Regions from separate parts of the Mus musculus genome. Here region 1 is linked to region 2. A link is a contact called in public HiChIP or PLAC-seq data. All regions are on one chromosome and are shown on one strand. The core of a region is the stretch at or near the end of the contact, and the rest is flanking DNA. Distances in the headings are between cores, read along the strand shown. Region 1 holds the start of Il10 (interleukin 10). Region 2 holds the start of Dyrk3 (dual-specificity tyrosine-(Y)-phosphorylation regulated kinase 3).

What was found. HiChIP or PLAC-seq counts read pairs in DNA pulled down with a chosen protein or histone mark.
Region 1: an H3K27ac HiChIP or PLAC-seq map of bone marrow-derived dendritic cells shows a contact between it and region 2, with 2.5 times the contacts expected there. The contact joins the promoter of Il10 here to the promoter of Dyrk3 in region 2. A contact is called at or near these places in 1 of 39 promoter capture datasets (macrophages), 5 of 115 datasets of contacts at active chromatin or transcription factors (CD8 T cells, the SCID.adh cell line, bone marrow-derived dendritic cells and 2 more) and 2 of 9 other capture datasets (adipose tissue and liver).

What each region holds. Positions count from the first base shown.
Region 1 is chr1:131,016,724-131,022,916 of GRCm38.p6, forward strand. It overlaps Il10 (interleukin 10), which reads left to right and starts at 3,122. Exons shown (of 5, transcript NM_010548.2): 1 at 3,122-3,353; 2 at 4,241-4,300; 3 at 4,606-4,758; 4 at 5,766-5,831. The coding sequence starts at 3,189.
Region 2 is chr1:131,136,842-131,143,393 of GRCm38.p6, forward strand. Dyrk3 (dual-specificity tyrosine-(Y)-phosphorylation regulated kinase 3) reads right to left here and starts at 1,393. Exons shown (of 3, transcript NM_145508.2): 1 at 1,239-1,393. The coding sequence starts at 1,315.

The DNA of each region.
Region 1 (6,193 bases), core at 1,872-4,371, 120 kb before region 2:
GCCTTTTTTGTGTGTGTGTGTGATTTGACAGTATATATTTATTTTTTTTCCATTTTTATTAGGTATTTAGCTCATTTACATTTCCAATGCTATACCAAAAGTCCCCCATACCCACCCACCCCCACTCCCCTACCCACCCACTCCCCCTTTTTGGCCCTGGCGTTCCCCTGTACTGGGGCATATAAAGTTTGCATGTCCAATGGGCCTCTCTTTCCAGTGATGGCCGACTAGGCCATCTTTTGATACATATGCAGCTAGAGTCAAATACTGCTTTTTAAAGCCATGCTTAATAAAACTTCCTTTCATTGGCAGCTGACTAGAAATAGGAAATATTTTGAAACGTGAGTAATAGAGGAGACATTGCCCTCCAGATCCCCCTCCCCCTGCCCACGACCTCCATCTGATACATACCTCCCTGATCCTAGGGAAAATGTATTTAAACACGACTTCTGGACTGACTCAGGCCATTTGTCCCCAAGGAATGCACAGACTGATGTGTAACAGTCATGTCCTCTTGAATCCGCAGCTCCGACAGCACCCAGGCTGTTGCCCATCTTTTCCCCAGACATACGCTCTCACTTCCCTGTCATGGGCACTTCCCTTGTCCTGAAACCCAGCTCAAATCTCCTGCCATGAGACTCTTGACATTTATGTCAAGATATAGCTGTGGCTTTGGGGCTTTTCCCAGTGTGCGCCAAACACTTCTCACAGACTTGAGCTCTCTGCATGGTCCTTACTTGGCTAAATATGGACTTGTATCAAGGACCTCACATAAGGTTCTTGAGGGCCATTTAGAGTCTGAAATGTTGAGGAGAGAGTGAGCAACAACTTGAAGCCAATGGGGGAAAGAAAAGGGCAACTAGCTGACAAATGGCTGAGGATAACTGGCTATGCGTTTCAGAACAAATAAAAAATTCAGATCATAATCATAAACCCACTTAGTTGAATATATATTAACAAGAAATATAAATAGTTTTCACATATCTCTCTTCTTTCTGTCATTGTGGGAGTGTGGAGTATATACATTTATAACATTAATACAGTAATACATGACATAGTATATTCATGAAACTAATTATATTTATATTAGTATATGCTCAGACACTATTAAAATATTAATATAAATATGATGTATCATTATATTGATATAAATTATGTGCTATAATTAAGTACATGCTAATATATTAATGTTTTATGTTAACATATTATGAAATAGTTTTATGTACATGTGTAAAAGGATATTCTAGACAAAAAAAAATAATTACGGGAAGATATAAGAGGTGCTGCTTCTCCTGCTGAGTTCTGTGCTCACCCCTCTGCTTCTCCTGGTGTTTCATCTCCTACCTCTGGATCAAGCTCATAGAACTGTCCAGTGCCAGTCCCAAGGACAGCTGGTACCTTCTATAGGCCAGATTCAGTTCTGGGGGGGGGGGGGTCAGACACACAAAGCTAAACACAATATGTTCAGGGACCTTGTAGCTGCTCAGAAATAAAAAAAAAAACATGCAGGAAGGCAGCAAAGGGGATTGTGGCTATCACCGTGCAGTAAGTACAGGTCACAGTCAGGAGAGAGGGCAGTGAGGGTCCATGCTAGCTGGGTCTTGAGCCTCTTCTGGGGTTCAGATCTCTGATCTACAGCAGTGTGTCCACACCTAAAACATCAGCTCAGAGAGGCAGTTGCTTCTGCTGTTGGAAACGGACATCCCAAAAAAAAACAAAAAACAGAAATCAAAAGGGAAGGAGAAAGTGAAAGGGATGGAGGCAGCTTGTCCCCTTCCCTGTGCTTGCTGCTGGTAGAAAACTCAGCCTGGAACTGACCGGAGCAGCAGTTCTTGAGTCAATTCCATTCCAACTTCTAGAAGATTCTTTTCCCGTCGAAGAGTGTCAGGAGGAGAGGCCAGACCCCCTTGATCCTGATCTGCCAGCCACTGCATCAGATAAGACGAGATAACCCCGAGTTCCTGTTCTACCAGCCCTGGTGTGGTAACCCTCTCCAATGGGGCAGGCTTGGAACCCTGTGCCAACGAAGATCCTCCCCCGTACTGATGCAGGAAGGACAGCCCGGGAGTGTACCCTCTACATGGGTCTACTTTTATTTAAGCAAACATTCCCTGGTCAACAGGACGTGTAGCATTGCCCCCCCCCCTTGGGTCACACAGAAAACAGGTACCAGGAGGACAAGTAGTTGCTTGCCCAGGGTACAGAATGAAAGGCAATAGGGGACTCTAGGCGAATGTTCTTCCCACCCAAACTGAGGTAGTAGGAGAAGTCCCTACTGAAGGGAAGGTCCAGACATAATCAAAGGACTACCAGAGATCTCCCAGGTATCTGTAGAAGTACTAACATCTCCATCCTTCAACAGCTACAGGTTACACGTCTCCAAGGCTGGGACATTGTAAAACAGGGCCATGGTAAGGTCTACCCGACAGCACAGAGCAAGCCTCCCAGAAGTCTGAGTTCCTTCTCCTAACTTCTCATGCTGGGATCTGAGCTTCTTCGTGAAACACGGGGCAGAGGAGGCACCAGAACTCTCCTCTGACCAACTGCCCCACAGCACACATATCCTCAAAGGATAGTCTTGAATACGTGATGGAAGAATTAAAGAGAGTGAGGTCTGAAGAAAATCAGCCCTCTCGGGGTTTCCTTTGGGTAACTGAGTGCTAAGGTGACTTCCGAGTCAGCAAGAAATATCGGACGTTCAACCCAGGTTGAGTGGAGGAAACAATTATTTCTCAATCCTAATATGTTCTGGAATAGCCCATTTATCCACGTCATTATGACCTGGGAGTGCGTGAATGGAATCCACAGATGAGGGCCTCTGTACATAGAACAGCTGTCTGCCTCAGGAAATACAACTTTTAGTATTGAGAAGCTAAAAAGAAAAAAAAATTAAAAGAGAGGTAGCCCATACTAAAAATAGCTGTAATGCAGAAGTTCATTCCGACCAGTTCTTTAGCGCTTACAATGCAAAAAAAAGGGAAAGGAAAAAAAAAAAGAAAGAAATTAAACTCAAAAATTGCATGGTTTAGAAGAGGGAGGAGGAGCCTGAATAACAAAAACCTTTGCCAGGAAGGCCCCACTGAGCCTTCAGTATAAAAGGGGGACCAAGAACAGGAGGTCTACATTTAGAGACTTGCTCTTGCACTACCAAAGCCACAAGGCAGCCTTGCAGAAAAGAGAGCTCCATCATGCCTGGCTCAGCACTGCTATGCTGCCTGCTCTTACTGACTGGCATGAGGATCAGCAGGGGCCAGTACAGCCGGGAAGACAATAACTGCACCCACTTCCCAGTCGGCCAGAGCCACATGCTCCTAGAGCTGCGGACTGCCTTCAGCCAGGTGAAGACTTTCTTTGTAAGTATGAGCTCGCCTAGCCTTTCTTCCTGCCATCACCTGAAATATGCATTCTGATGGAACTGCAAAAATAGCTCTCCTTCTCCTCCTCCTTCTCCTCCTTCTCTTTCTCCTCCTCTGCTTTCTCCTCCTTCTCTTCCTCCTCCTTCTCTTCTTCCTCCTCTCCCTCTTCCTCCTCCAGCTCTTACCTCATGCTGCTCCTCCCCTATTTCCAGCACCTATTACCCTTAAACTTAAATCTAGAGAGTCCTAGGGAAAGCCATGAGTTAAACTAAACCCAGGCACATCCGAAAAGCTAACTAGGAGGTGAATGCATTGTCTCTCCCATGCTCAAGAACTTTCTGTTAAGTTTCCAATAAGGCTCCATGTTTTGCTGGCTAGGACAAAAGTCTGTGGTCTCTGCGTAGTCTCTAGATCTGGGGGACAGAGGTTTGGGGGTTTGAAGCAGCACCAGCATAGAGAGCTTGCATTACAAAAGTATTCCCCTTTCAGAGCTCCTGGAACTGGTATGGAGGTCCAAAGAAGGCAGAGAGCTATGCAAAACAGGCTTTCTATAAGGGACTCCAGAAAGGAAGGGTTGACACAGGTGCTCTTGAAACCTGATCTGACTCATCTGAAAGAAGACCGGGCCTGGGTCTAACTTCTCCCAGTCAGTTAAATTCAGTCAGAAGTTTTTAAAAACAACTGGATCCCAAGAGGAAGGACTTTGATTTAACTCCGGGCTCTAGCACTGTCAAATCCTGTTCTTAAAACTCTCCTTTCCACAGTTGCCAGGGCATTTGAATTGATTACAAATTCAAAACTCTACAAATGGAAAAGTATTCAAATGACATGCACATTGGGTATTTTCCCCAGTCCTTGCATTCACGTTCTTTATGTTCTTCCAGCAAACAAAGGACCAGCTGGACAACATACTGCTAACCGACTCCTTAATGCAGGACTTTAAGGTAAGAGTCCGGTGGGTGCTGGGGAGCGACCAAGCGATTAGGGACGGGACGGGAGGTGCTGCTTGTGACAGCAGAGCTGGGTCTGATGCCTTGACTTTCAAAAAGAGAAGTGAGAAGACCTTGACTCAGCATATCGCCAGCAGTCAAGGGTTGTGAAGAGCTCATTCTGTGGTAAAGGGAGAAAATGTAACTAGAAGGGGCGGGGATGGGGGGGGGGTCCCTAGGAACAGGACAGTCCATCAAGGTTAGCAGCAACAGATCACCATTCCAGTAAGTCACACCCAACCTCTGATCCCTGCCTCTAGGGTTACTTGGGTTGCCAAGCCTTATCGGAAATGATCCAGTTTTACCTGGTAGAAGTGATGCCCCAGGCAGAGAAGCATGGCCCAGAAATCAAGGAGCATTTGAATTCCCTGGGTGAGAAGCTGAAGACCCTCAGGATGCGGCTGAGGCGCTGTGTGAGTAGCAGATGCGTTCTTCCCCACCCCCAATCCCCTTAGAGCCACCCAACAAATACTGTCTCCTACAGCCCAGTCAGGCCACATGCATCCAGAGACACACACAGACTAGACAGGAGACTAGGTAAATCTAGAGAGACGCCTGTCCGGTGTCGGGTCTCTTGCTCATCTGTCTCTGAGCGAGTGTGGGAGTGACTTTGAGGCACTCACACGTGAAGATTTGCGCATAGCCTTCCTGTTATTTGTGAGTCATTGTGGGTTATTAGCTACTCCCCTCTCTCTCCATGGGAAGGCTGGGGCTTCAGTCATGGCTCCCTCACCTCTGGGCTGCCAGCTGAGGCTCCCAAGCACAGGAAAACATTCATCTCTTTATCTCATCTTTTGGGAAGCAAATTCAGTGGCACAGAGCTGGGCTGACAGGACGCTGGTGTTTCAGAAGGGCCAGAAGACTGCTATCCCTAAGCCAGTATCTATGAATAATACAGTCGGGGCATCTATGTCTCTGAAGCGATGCCTTGGCTGCTCTTGTTTTTCTTACTTCTCTCACTGATACTGGGACATCAGCTGGAGTCTACTTGTGCAACGGTTCTGGCCTGACGATTTGGCCCCAGTAGCTGAGACTTTCGCTCCTCTCTCAGACACCTAGAAATAGTTCATGGTGGTTGAGATTGGAGATAGACAAGAAGAGACACTAAAAACAGAACAGGTGCCTTGGAGCTCTGAGAGACAAAACCCGAGACCTGAGTTCACACCCACACTTAGCAAGCCATCTTAGTGATTGCAAAGACATACATTGCATCTTTCTAGGCTGTCCTCTGCTGTCCCCCTCAGTCCCTACCGAAATAGATAAGGACCAATCACGGCTCAGTTCTCCCTGGGAGCTAAGAAGTGGGCATTGAAGATGAGCAAGGGTGTCTCCTTCCTCACACAACAAGATAGTTTCCCCCAAGTACCATGGATGCAGAATTCAAGCAAGAATTACCAATGCTCTCTTTTTTCTTCTTCAGCATCGATTTCTCCCCTGTGAAAATAAGAGCAAGGCAGTGGAGCAGGTGAAGAGTGATTTTAATAAGGTAAGTGGCAAAGGGGGCGAGTGTAACAAGACCTCTGTCTACTCACCAAAGCGCAGAAGGAGGGCGGGAGCTATTCTGCACCTGGAGTGTGGGAACCCAGCAAATGGTGTGACCTCCTCTGCCAGTTAGAAAGCCACCACCTCAGTTACATTTGTTTTCTGCAAAGCGTCTCTGGCAGTTTCTAAATGACTGCTCCACTTTTGCAGGCTTTTGGCTTAGACTGACCAGACAGCCTATGAGCACAGGGCACTAGGTGTTGAGGAGAGTGACATAGGAAACAGAAAGTACAGAAAGTACCTTGTTGGGAAACAGGCTGAACCCACAAGTACAGAAAGCAGACATGAATTAATTTACTCAGGTAC
Region 2 (6,552 bases), core at 143-2,642:
CAGCCAAAGCTACATAATAAAGAGACCCTGTCTCTAACTAACAAATAATAAGTAATCGAATGCTGTTCAAAAAATGAGGGACTACCAATTAACTTGAACTGAATAAGAAACCTAAAAGCAGAAAGAAATAAACATAACATAGAGGTTTGTTTTAGAATGCAAGTCTAACACCTCTATTCTAGTTTCAGCCCCTGGCTGTGCTACCTTCCCCCTCTGAACAGCCTCACAGGTAAATGGGAAGAAAAGGACGTCTACACTCTCAGACTACAAGAAGAGAAGACTAGCAGAACAGCTGTCTTCTCTTCATTATTTTATGCACCCATTTACAGCTAAGCTAACTAGTGAAAAAAGGCAGCCAACAGGAACCCACCCGATGCTTTGCTTTAAGTTACACGATGTACCAAATCTCTCTTCTGTTCCCACTTCATTTCCTGGCATATGGAGATATTTAAAATGCTAAAGGACTACAGAATGGTTCTGTCTTTACACTGTGGGTCCTCCACAGTGAAGGCACACAAACAATGGGCAGGATTTACTAAAGCCACAAGATGGCCTTGAATAATGCATTTTATCTGCTCCCAAGACTACGGATTTGCGGGTCACTCTGGTCACCGGTTCATGTTACCATCTCAGATTATATACTACTAACACAACCATGACTAGGTAACATTTTTCATTGTCTTTAAAAAAAATATCTTTTCAGTCACTTTTGAGATCTGTCTTATTAAAAAAAAATACTTATAGAGTTTAACACAAGTGTTAAAGGAATAAAGGAGGGCTTTAAAAACATCCCACAAGAAATTAAAATATCTTCTAAAAAATATATTGAGGTTCAGACAATGTTTTGATAACAGGCAATTTTCTAGACAGGTCCGGCCTCTGCCATACTGCACGATGAAACACACCAGCACCGCATCTGCAGAGTAACAGCCAGACGCGAACGAGCGGATTGGGTTCCTTTAGCCAGGGCCCGATGCGGAGGGGGAAAGGGACCCCCCCCCAAAAGCGGCACATGGGGAACAAGGTCCCGGGTCTCTGCTGCTCCACCCCAGGGCCAGGGCGGGCTGGGCAGACTCTCGGAGCAACAGGGCGCAGGTCTTGCGCGCAGGTCCCAGACCCAGCTCTCCGGAGGCCGCGCCGTCCCGCCCGCCCTCCCCCGCCCTTCCCGCTCACCGCGCTGATGGACAGGCAGCCCAGACCCGCAAGGAGTCCTCCCGCTCCTACCCGGGCGCCGTTACCTCCGCTGCTGCGGCGGGAGCCCGGCCCCCGGCAGCGCCGCGTCCTTCCTCCCGCGATCGCGGGCTGCGCCTCCCATCGCGAGCTCGCCCCGCGGACACAGAGGCGGCGGTTGGCCCGGTGGGTCGCCTCCAGCACCGCACCTGCTGGCTTCGCTACAAGACGAGGCTGGGCACTGGGCTCGCGCGGTCCGCAGGGAGACCACGCGGGAGCGGCCGCGTCGCTTAGCAACCGCGCACGCCCTGCCGCGCCTGCGCAACGCCGCCTTGGAGGGAGCGGGGAGGAGGCGGAGCGAGGGGCGTGCTGTTCCTGGGTGGTGTGCTCGCAGTTCTTTTTGCAAAAGAGGAAACTGGCTTGGAACCTACGCTTCTTCGTATTCACCTAGCCGTGAAACCAAACATGGGAGTATCAGCAGCACAGCCTGCCTGCTCAGCAGACCGCTTGGAGAGCTCTGCGCATCTTTAATATGTGAAAGCGTACCTCACTCTTTCTGAGAAGTACCGTCCATGTTAAGTCTATTTCGACAGTTAAAATGGAAGTGAAAAGAAAGGCTGTTAAGCCACAGAAGTGGCGGTTGTGTTGAGCTTGGTGCCCATCAGATTTCCTAAGGCTGCAAAACTCCTCTGCAAGAGCGGATTTGATTCCCAACACGGTCGTGGCAGTTCACAACCATCCATAACTCTAGTCCCGGGGTGTTTAATGCCCTCTTCTGACATCTGAGAGTAGCAGGCACGTATGTGGTGCACAGGCATAAACTCATACACATAGGATGAGCCCATTGGATCTATGAGAACAAAACAAAACAAAAACCAAAGGTTCTTCCACGCATCGGTGGCGCACGCCACCTGGTGCACACTGGAAATTATTTCATAGAGCATAATTCCACGAATCTTCAAATGTCCAACCGAGGCTCCTTTTGGGGTTCGTAAAAGTCACAGTCCCTGTTCTCAGAAGATCCACACTCTATTTGCAGCTAAGAATCTGTCCATTTGGGACACTTTATTTTCATCTGTTCAGTGTTGACTTAGCCTGTGATATAAGTAAAAATGTTTTCTTCAATGATGATCTTTTAGAAGTTTTCTGTCTCTCTTTCATCCACAACCAGTGCAATCTTACTTTCCTAGGGTTTTTGTTTTTAAATTGGGCTCTTTGACTCTTGTTTGTAGACAGAGTTCCATGGCAACAAAGGCACCTCCCCCGCTCCAAGATTACAAAATTCTACTAACTGATCCTGCTCTCAGGACTTCTAAGAGGTGAACACCCCAGACTACTACCGGAAGGGTTGGTTGGGACTTGCCTGGACATGTTTAATTACCTCATTTCGAATCACTGCAAGTCTTCCCTTCTGTCTTTAAGGCGCATCTTCTAGAGCCAAGCTAAAGCCTTCCTGTTCTACTTGCCTCCAGCGGGTTAGGGGAGTAGATACAGAGGCTGCCTTTGTCTTTAGTAGGTTATTTCCCTAGTAAGGGAGGGAGAACTCCTTGAGGGTGCTGGACCTCCTGAGTATCTGACCTTGGTGACCTAAGTACTTTTCAGTATTTCTTCAAAGAACCCCTGTTTTGTAACAACGACCACACCCTCATTAAGCAATTGCCCTGTACCCTCCGGCTCTTGAAAAGACTCATTTAAGTGTACTTCAACAGATATTGAAATACAAAGAAAATACGATTTCTCTGTATAAAGTGTTCCATATGCTTACATATGTGCAACCTATGGAAATCTATGCAAAATATATTTGATAAATGTTACATTAAAGTAAGTAAAAAAAGGTGGGGGAACATGCTGGTGGAAGGACAAAGTTTTGAGGAAGTGAGGAGTAGGAGGGAGGGACTTTGGTTGGATGTGATCGGATATATTGGATAGGGGCTGGAGAGATGGCTCAGTGGTCATGAGCACTAGCAGCTCTGGAAGAGGATCGGACATCTGAGAGTACCAGGCACACATGTGCTGCACCGACATATGCTCAAAAGAATAAGATAAATCAAAAATTTTTTCCAAAGATATAGTGTATGAAGTCACTGAATAATAAATTAACGGATTTTAAATAAATGAAGAGTGGTTGGAAATCAGCATTATCTTTCTGAAAATATAAAATAAGAATCCTACCACATACTAGCCAAGTCACCTGAGATGTCTGCCTGTCTTTAGAAGCCAGTTCTAGTGAACAGGAAAACTAAAGAGCTTGCAATATGTGTTTTAAATGCAATTATCCCAAAATCATAAGGAAAAGACACAGGGACCTGGAGTATTGCTCAGTAGACCAATGTCTGTGTAGCATGCAAGAGGCTCCGGTTTAGATCTCCAGTACAGAAAGCAAAGGAACCAAGTGGGCATTCAGAACTTGACCACAGCACCTTCAGGAGGGACACAAACATTCCCCTGTAATAACTCAGCTGTAATTTTTTGATAAAGCAGCTAGTGGGGGGTTGGCTTCCGTTTGAAATCAGTGTGTTGCTATGAATTTCTCTGTAGTGGAATATACCATGATACATGCATATACAATGATACATGCATCACAGAACTGAAATGCACGTTTAAAAGAAGTCATTCATTTAGAACCTGAGAGACTCACTGGTGAGTGAGTGAGTCTTGATATTTCCAGCTTTGTCAGCCTGGTCTTGTGTCTCCTAAGCCCTTAAGGTTGTCTTTACCAGTCCCAAACCCCTGTCCCAAAAGTTTATGTGTGTGTGTGTGTGTGTGTGTGTGTGTGTGTGTGTGTGTGTGATATCTACAGCCCTAAAGGTTGTAAAATGTGTGTGGTGTGTGTGTTTTTGTGTGTGTGGTATGTATGTTTATGTGTGTGTGGTGTGTTTGTGTGTGGTATGTATATGTGTGTGGTATGTGTTTTTGTGTGTGTGGTGTGTTTATGTGTGTGGTGTGTTTGTGTGTGGTATGTATGTTTGTGTGTGTAATGTGTGTGTGGTATGTGTGTCTGTATATGTCTCTGTGTGTGGTGTGTGTGTGGTATGTGTGAGTGTGTGGTGTGTGGTATGTGTGAGTGTGTGTGGTGTGTGGTATGTGTGAGTGTGTGTGGTGTGTAGTATGTGGTGTGTGATGTGTATGTTTGTGTGTGTATGGTATGTGTGTTTATGCGTGTGGTGTGTTTGTAGTGTATATGTTTGTGTGTGTGGTGTGTGTGATATGTGTGGTATGTGTTTGTGTGTGGTGTGTGTGATATGTGTGGTATGTGTGTGTGTCTGTATGTGTGTGTCTGTGTGTGTGTCTGTGTCTATGAATGTGGGCATATCTGAGCATCAGTGTGAACACCAGAAGATAACTATTGGAATTCAGTTCTTTCTTTCCACCTTTCCACCTTGGGTTCTGAGCATTGAACTCAGATTGTAAGGCTTGCTTGTGTGGAAAGTGCTTTTAGCAGCTGAGCCATCTTTCTACCCCTGAGTACAGTTCTTGACTTGAAAAGCCCGACATCTAGAATGAGAACAGGCATAGTATAACTCCTGAAGACTCTCCCTACGAGGAGGAACTGGATGCACACACTTACTCCTGATCACAGTTTACATGAACCCCAGCAGGGCCAGCTCCCTGATGACTGCTGAAGGTTGTGAATGATTATTTTTGGCTGTTCTCTGGGTTCTGAGGTTTCTGTCCTCTGAATCACACTTCCTTTTCAAATGAAAGATAGTTTTTGTTAGCAGGTGAATATTTCATTTTTTTTAAATGTTTCCTTTTTTTATAGAGGTTTGGGGAATCTAAAGTTTTGTTTGATTTCAAATTTTCTACTGTCTTTGTACTTTTGGTGCAAATTGATCATATTTTAATAATACAATTCAAAGTTGTAGTTCTGTGAGTCTTATTTGCTTTTATAGTAAACAAAGCCATGCATGCAAATCTCTTCAAAGTCTTTCTCTACTTTGTGCTTCTGAGGCTGCTGAGGGCAACATCTGAGGGCATTGCCCTTGCAGTCCTTGGGGGTCCTGTGAGGGCATCTCACCTGACTGAGATGTCACTTCAGAGCTCTCTGCTGTGTTTCAACAGTCTTTGAATTAACCCTTTATTTTAAGAAGTTCGGGGTTTTCTATGTATGTTTGTGTGTGTGTTTGCCTACATGTATGTATGTGCACCAAATGCCTGGTGCCCACAGAGGCCAGAGGAAGGCATTGGATTCCCGAAAACTAAAGTTACAGATGGTTGGTGAGTTGAATGTGGGTCCTCTCCAAGAGCAGCTAGTGCTCTTAACTACCTTGTCATCTCTCCAGCCAATGTCATTCATTTTAATTTAATATCTATTGGGACAGGGTCTCACTTTGTAGACAGGGCTGGTCTAATTTAGACAATCTTTCTTGGGAGATTACAGGAATGGGTCACTGTGTCCTACAGTGGTTTTCTTTTAAAGATTTGATTTATATGCAATAAAGTTAACTATTCTTTTTCTTCTTCTTTTTGTAGTTCGTGGAATTCATTCCAGAGCCTTTTAAACACTAAGCATGCTCTTGCCACTAAAGTATATCCCAAGCCCCTAAGTTCACTACAGGTCACAGTTCTGTGAGTTGTATCAGCTTCATACAGTTGTATAACCACCAATGCTATCATAGGTAGCAGAGCAGGGTGCTCTATCTGTGGTGGTTTGAATGGCCCCTATAGACTCATAGTGGCCTTATTGGAGGAAATATGTCACAGGGGTGGGGGGTGGAGTTGGAGTGGGTTTCAAGGTTTCAGAAGCTCAAGCCAGGCCTAGTGACTCATTGTCTCTTTCTGCTGTTGGTGGCTCCAGATGTAGAACTCTCAGCTACCTCTCCAGAACTATGTCTGCCTGAATTCCACCATGCTTCCTGCCATGATGATAATCGTCTAAACCTCGGATCTGTAAGCAAGCACTGTTAGCATTCTGACTAAACTCCACACCAGTTACCTGGCAACAGCCATGTAGGCCTGGCCCACTATAAAAGGTGTTGCTTGCTCCCTCCTCCTTCTCTTACTCTTGCCTCTCTCATGCCTCTTGCTCCCTTGCTCCCCATCTCTCCCCATTCCCTTCCCCACTCTCTCCACATGGTCATGACTGGCCTCTACTATACAGTATACTTCTCTCTCTCTCTCTCTCTCTCTCTCTCTCACTCGCTCTCTCTCTCTCTCCGCCCTCCCTCTGCCACTACTACCCTCTAAACACTCTTCCCCATGCCCTGAATAAACTCTATTGTATACTATACCTTCATGTGGCTGGTCCCTCAGGAGGAAGGGACGCCTTGGCATAGGCCTGCTGAGACATCCCCTTTTCCCACACCTCATCACACTCCCATAGAATATATTCTTATATCTCTTTATCTTTTTATAATTACAAGAATCCCCAATTAAGTGTTT